Regions from separate parts of the Neogale vison genome. Here region 1 is linked to region 2. Evidence: chromatin contacts called from public Hi-C data. All regions are on one chromosome and are shown on one strand. The core of a region is the stretch at or near the end of the contact, and the rest is flanking DNA. Distances in the headings are between cores, read along the strand shown. Region 1 overlaps NSMCE2 (E3 SUMO-protein ligase NSE2). Region 2 holds the start of TRIB1 (tribbles homolog 1).

Region 1 (2,700 bases), core at 117-2,616, 170 kb before region 2:
GCCTGGATATAAATGAAAGATGATCATTTCCACTTAATTTATCTGGCTGGATTCCTGTGCCTAATGGCTGCATATATACCATAAACACCGTGAAGAAGCAGCCATGGAAACACTTGTTTTCTTGTTGGGCTAAATTTACTCTGGGTTGAATATTAACACAGTGCCTGGCAGTACTTTAAAAGCAAAAATAGCTTAAGTGTGACTCACTCTGAGTCATTTACTGCTAGTGCTGCTATACTGCCTAGAGCTTGACATTGAACAAGTTGGCAGCCTGTATTGCTACATTTTTTCTAGGAACTCTGAACAGATTTCATTCTTGTGAATTCGCTTGTGCAACGATATTAAATAGAGTAATATGTTTATTTTGTTTCAAAGTCAAATGAATTTGAGAATGGTGAAACTGAAGTATTTTTCTTGGGCTTTCTGGAAAAGCTAGATTCTCAGAATTCTCCTGTGGTTAAAAGACTTACTTTATCTTATAAAGAATTAATAAAACATCCTGGAGCTTTTGTTTTAGATGCTTGGGCTTTTCTGATCAAAAATATCATACTTCCTGAAAATCATTATAAAAAGGAGCTTAGTAAGTAGTACTACCAAGTAGTAGTCATAAAATTTCTGTCATTACCTGACAAGATGGAAACGTGCCATCCTGAAAGCTTTTTCTCTTTCTTCTTTTTTCTCCTTCCTTTTTTTTTTAAAAAAAAATACGGTGAGGTGTGTAACATAGCCTGCCTTGTAGTTAAGTTGGGTGTATGACTTGTAAAGTCCTCTCTTGTTATTAAAGGTTATATAATGGGAAGTTCATTGGTTTTGAAAGGCAGACCAAACCCACCCACGGGATTTCTATTGGGTCTTTAAATAAATGTATTGCGTGCCTTTCCCTGAGTAACCCGTGCGGCTCAGGAGGGAGTGAGCCATTTGTTGGCTGACTGTAGGAAAACCTATAAAGGATTGGTTGGTCTCATCTGGGCTGGGGTCAGGAATGGCTGAGAATCTAAAAGTGTATGTATGAGGATGGTTTTCCCATGGTGTTGCAATCTTTTATTTTAACATGTTTTTGTGTTTAGCTTTTGGAGTTGCCTAACAGTATAATTTCAATTGAGGCTTAGTTTCAACTCTTATTATAAACTGTGGGAACATGAATTTTTTTTTCTATTTAAAGACACTATCATTTTGCCTTAGGATTTCAGTCATTTATAAAGAAAGTTTTCCTATGATAGCCTAAAGTCAAAATGAGGCTAACCTAATGCTTGATATTATTTTGAAATTGTTTTACCATAAGATTCTTACACTGGAAGATGTAATTCTGGCAGAGAATTTCAACATAGTTGCATAAATTGTGTTTCATATTACAACTTGTTCTCTACTTGACTTCATTGAAATTAATAAAAGGACTCTTTCAGAAGGATCTGGTGAGTTAGCATCATCATTTAAAAAAAAAAAAAAAGCGAAGAACTTACTCATAATGTATCCTGTGTTGCTAAGTTTTCAAAGTTAGTGATCTCAGCCACACCCAGAGAGCCCTTTGAGAAGACTGAAATCCACTTATTCATTTATGCTGGCTTAAAATTTTTTTCCCAATAAAATAAAAAATAAAAGACAGAGATCAATCTGAATTTTCCCCAAGATTATGGTGATTTCATGAAAACCTAACATTTGAAAACTGAGTTGCTGCCAAGTCTTGAATATAAAACATAGTTCCTTATTCTGTGGTTAAAGAGGTCCTTTGAAGCAGGGCTTTCTGACTTGGGCTCTGTGACTGCGAAAAATATCCCCACGGTGTTTTCTGTATCCCAGAGGGGTCCTGTCATCCTCCCTTAGATCCAGAGGAGAGAATGCCAGGACCTGCTGTAGCATTCACCTGTGTCGGGACTCACTGACACTCTCTTGCTGCATTTTGGAGACCTATCAGTGAGTTATTTGTATGGCTTGAAAATTAACTTGAGATTTAACCAACACTCTCCGGGTTGTAAACTGAGAAGTCTAGTCTAAATGAATCTCAGCATGGCTCAGTGGCCAGTCTGCGACTATGACAGTTATGTACATACATGTGTCTTGCCCATAGGAGTGTATGAAGATAACCTCAAGTCTTCATGCAGCACCCAGCATAAAGTAGGTGTTCAATAAAAGCTCATTAAATCTGAATTTGCTTGTAAGACCAGTATTACAGCTGCTGATCTTATTTGGCCTGCCAAACTTTGTTCCTTTCTTTTCATTCATTTCTGTACTCAAACATTTATTGAGCTCTTATTAAATGCCAGAAACTTACAAGATACAAGTTACAAGTTACATTAATTTTTTAATTAATTAAGATTAAAAAATTAATAAGCCTTCAAGAAGTAGTCTTCACTTGGAGAGGCAGATAAGCGCATTATTAACTATGTTCATCATATGCTCTTTTTTTTTCTTTTAAGTCCAGGTACAAGGATGTCATGACTTTCAGTAGTGACATTTGCAAAACAAAACAAAACAGTAGCAACTTTTGACATTCTTTGAGCATTTACTATATATACCAGGTCTGTTCAGGGTACTAGGAAGTGTAAGTGACGGTAACATTCCCATTTTACAGAGGAAGGTACTGAGGCTCATAGAATGTTTGCCCAACTTCATATTCATGATCCAGACCCAGGAAATCTGGTTGCAGAGGCCAAGCCCTGAACCGTCACATAAACTGCCTCTTGTTGATTGACTTTACTGAGG
Region 2 (2,880 bases), core at 274-2,773:
CTTTCTGCGAGTCACCGCGAAGGGGCGGCCGGGGAGTCTGGAGAAGCTATTTCCGTGCAATCCGGGAGGGCGGCAGGCGCGGGAGGGGCGTGGAGGTGGAGGCAGCGCAGAAGGCCCAGTGTTTGCTTTTATTTCATCCAACAGAAGGTTCTATTTGTGGAAGCGAACAGACGCTGGGGATTAGAGCTGGGAGGGGGAAGGAAAAGGGGAAAAAAAAAAAAGCCACATCCACTACCACGCATAGGTCTTCCCCGGAACTACCGCGTGGGGGTGAATGACTGATTCTGGAATTCATCACCTTTCCTATCCTCCCTTCCTCCGGCGGCAGCCGGGCCTGGGCGGCGCCCACGGCTCCTATCCGAGGTCTCCAGGCTGGCGGCGGTGGAGGGATCCCTGGGGCGAACGGCGTAACCGTCCCGCGGCAGCGAGCAGCTGGGGCCGAAAACCGTGATGCGCGCGCCCGCAGCCCATTGTGCTCGGTGTGAATGAGGAGCGCGCACCAATCAGCGGTCGCTTGGCCCCCCCGTGGCCCCGCCCCTCCCGCCCACTTCCCCGGGACCCTGACGTCACGGGAACTTTTCCTCCGCCCCCTCCCCGGCTGCTAGAGCCGAGTCCCGGGCCTGCGGGAGGGGGGCGCGCCGCCTCCTGCCCATCCCAGCCCGGGGGCCGTGTGCGCGCGTCCCAGCCCGCTCGGGACACACCACCTGCCCCGGAGCGCGCGCAGCCCGGAGCATCCCCAGCCTTCGGGCCACCCCCGTTGTCCCCGCCGACCCAGCTCCACCTCCTCCCCCCTGCTCCCCCCTTGCCCCGGTCTCCTCCCTCCGCTTCGGTGACTGCTTGCCGGGCGGCAGGGCCAGAGTCGTCGCAGCCACCTCATTGCTCAACCCGGCTTCCCAACTGTTTACACAGCCCGGCCTGTGAGTGTGTGTGTGTATACAGCGTGAGTCACCGAGAGGCGGAGGAGGTGGAGGAAAAGGAGAAGGAGGAGTGCACTGGCCGGGATCGGTGCGGCGCACACACTCACTCACACTCAGTCACTCTCTCCGAGCGCGTCTCGCTCGCTCACACACACGCCGGGAGCCCAGGAGCGCGCAGGATCCCGAGCGCCGCGGAAAAGTTGCTCCGGCTTTCTCTCCGGGACTTCGGGCTTTCGGAAGTGCATTCGCTCCGCGGCTCTGGCAAGCCTGCGGAATCCTGCGCTCGCGGCTCGGGACGTCGGGAACACCAGCCGCCGCCGCCTCTGCCTCCGGGACTGTCGGCGGCCTCGACAACAATAGCGGCGGCCGCCTCCGGCCAGGCGCCCCGAGCCGGTGCCCGCGGAGATCCCGGGACCCCAGCCGGCCTCTGCTCCCTCCGGACGCGCGGCCAGCGTGCTTCCCGCGTGCAACGCGAGCGCCCGGGAGCGGCTCCTGCCTCGCCCCCAGTGGGGGCTGAGCCGAGCTCCGTCTGCAAAGTCCATCCCGCCCGCTGGAGTAGGTCTCGGCGCCGGCGCCGAGCCCGCAGCGCCTTCCCGCGCGGATCCCGGGACCTACAAAGCCGGGGCCGCCCCGGCCCGGGACGGGATGCGGGTCGGTCCTGTGCGCTCTGCCATGAGCGGCGCGTCCCAGCCCCGCGGCCCGGCCTTGCTGCTCCCGGCCGCCCGGGGCGCCCCGGCCAAACGCCTGCTGGACGCGGACGATGCGGCGGCCGTGGCGGCCAAGTGCCCGCGCCTCTCTGAGTGCTCGAGCCCCCCGGACTACCTCAGCCCCCCCGGCTCGCCCTGCAGTCCGCAGCCGCCGCCCGCCGCGCCGGGGACTGGCGGCACCTCCGGGAGCGCGGCGGGGCCCAGCCGCATCGCAGACTACCTGCTGCTGCCCCTGGCGGAGCGCGAGCATGTGTCCCGGGCGCTGTGCATCCACACCGGCCGGGAGCTGCGCTGCAAGGTAGGCGCCGGGGTCGGGACCTGCCGTGGGGTTGCGGGGGCGCGGTGGCCGGCAAAGGCGCTTGGGGTCTCGCTTGCCTGCGCCGGGGCCTCAGGTGCCACCCGCGGTGACTCGAGCGCGGTGGGTTGCATTTGGACCGGTTCACACCCCTTGGGGGATTGAGGGATTTCGGATGGAGCAGTAGAATGGGGGCTCGGCCGGCAAGAGGAAGTGCGGTGTTCAGTGGCTTTATCTCTGTGCTTTGCTTAGCGCCCACTTTAGCGCACGGAGTTCCAAAGAAGTTGTGGAATTGAAATGGATTCCAGGGCCATGCCATTCCCCCCTCCCTCATTTTCCTGGCTTCCCCCGCCCCTTGTCCTGGGAGGACGCCCTGCAGTGGGTGCCTCCTTGGAGCTTGGAGCAGCTGGCAGCTCTCTCCCGGGGCTCCAAGGCACCTGGGCTCCCCTGTGGGTGGTGAGGGGTGGGAAGACCGCGTCAGGCTCGCGGCTTGGGGATTCCGGCTTGAACCCGCGCCGGGATGAGAACCCCGTCCTCCCCAGAGAGCAGGTCTGAGGCCGTCTTCCAGCCAGGGCGGGGGATTTGCCCCGCGCAGAAGTGTTGGGAAGCCGGTACCGGCTAGGAACCTTCGCTTCCGTTCCTGTCTTTATTTGCCGGCCAGCGACTTTCTTATGAACGTGAGAGGTTCCGCTTCGCAGGAGATACAACTCCTGGAGACCGGGTCCTCCGCGTGCTCCTCCAGCGCCTCTAGACGCGGAACATTCCCACAGCCCAGCTTTTGCGAGCCTGACACCCGGCTGCTACTTTCCAACCGAAAGACAGGGTCACCCCTTGGTTGAAGTCGTTCTTGGGTTGTCGGCAACTCACCTGAACTCCACCCGCGCCCCCCCACCTCCCGCCCCGGTCCCGGGCCTGCTGCTGCCACCTACTGTCCGACCTGAATGAAATTTCAAATGTGCGC

The links. Hi-C and Micro-C count contacts between places; a contact is called where the count stands out from the background.
Region 1: a Hi-C map of fibroblasts shows a contact between it and region 2, with 3 times the contacts expected there. The contact joins the enhancer-like site here to the promoter of TRIB1 in region 2. A contact is called at or near these places in 2 of 3 Hi-C or Micro-C datasets (fibroblasts and muscle).

The regions. Positions count from the first base shown.
Region 1 is chr4:15,523,422-15,526,121 of ASM_NN_V1, reverse strand. The region is part of intron 4 of NSMCE2 (E3 SUMO-protein ligase NSE2); the gene reads left to right. Among named protein-coding and RNA genes, the nearest start is that of NSMCE2, 90 kb to the left of the region's middle. Within about 2 kb of position 1,366, the one cell type or tissue checked has open chromatin away from gene starts, as enhancers often do. A contact at or near this core is called in fibroblasts, where this site is marked.
Region 2 is chr4:15,352,959-15,355,838 of ASM_NN_V1, reverse strand. It overlaps TRIB1 (tribbles homolog 1), which reads left to right and starts at 1,523. Exons shown (of 3, transcript XM_044244952.1): 1 at 1,523-1,922. The coding sequence starts at 1,563.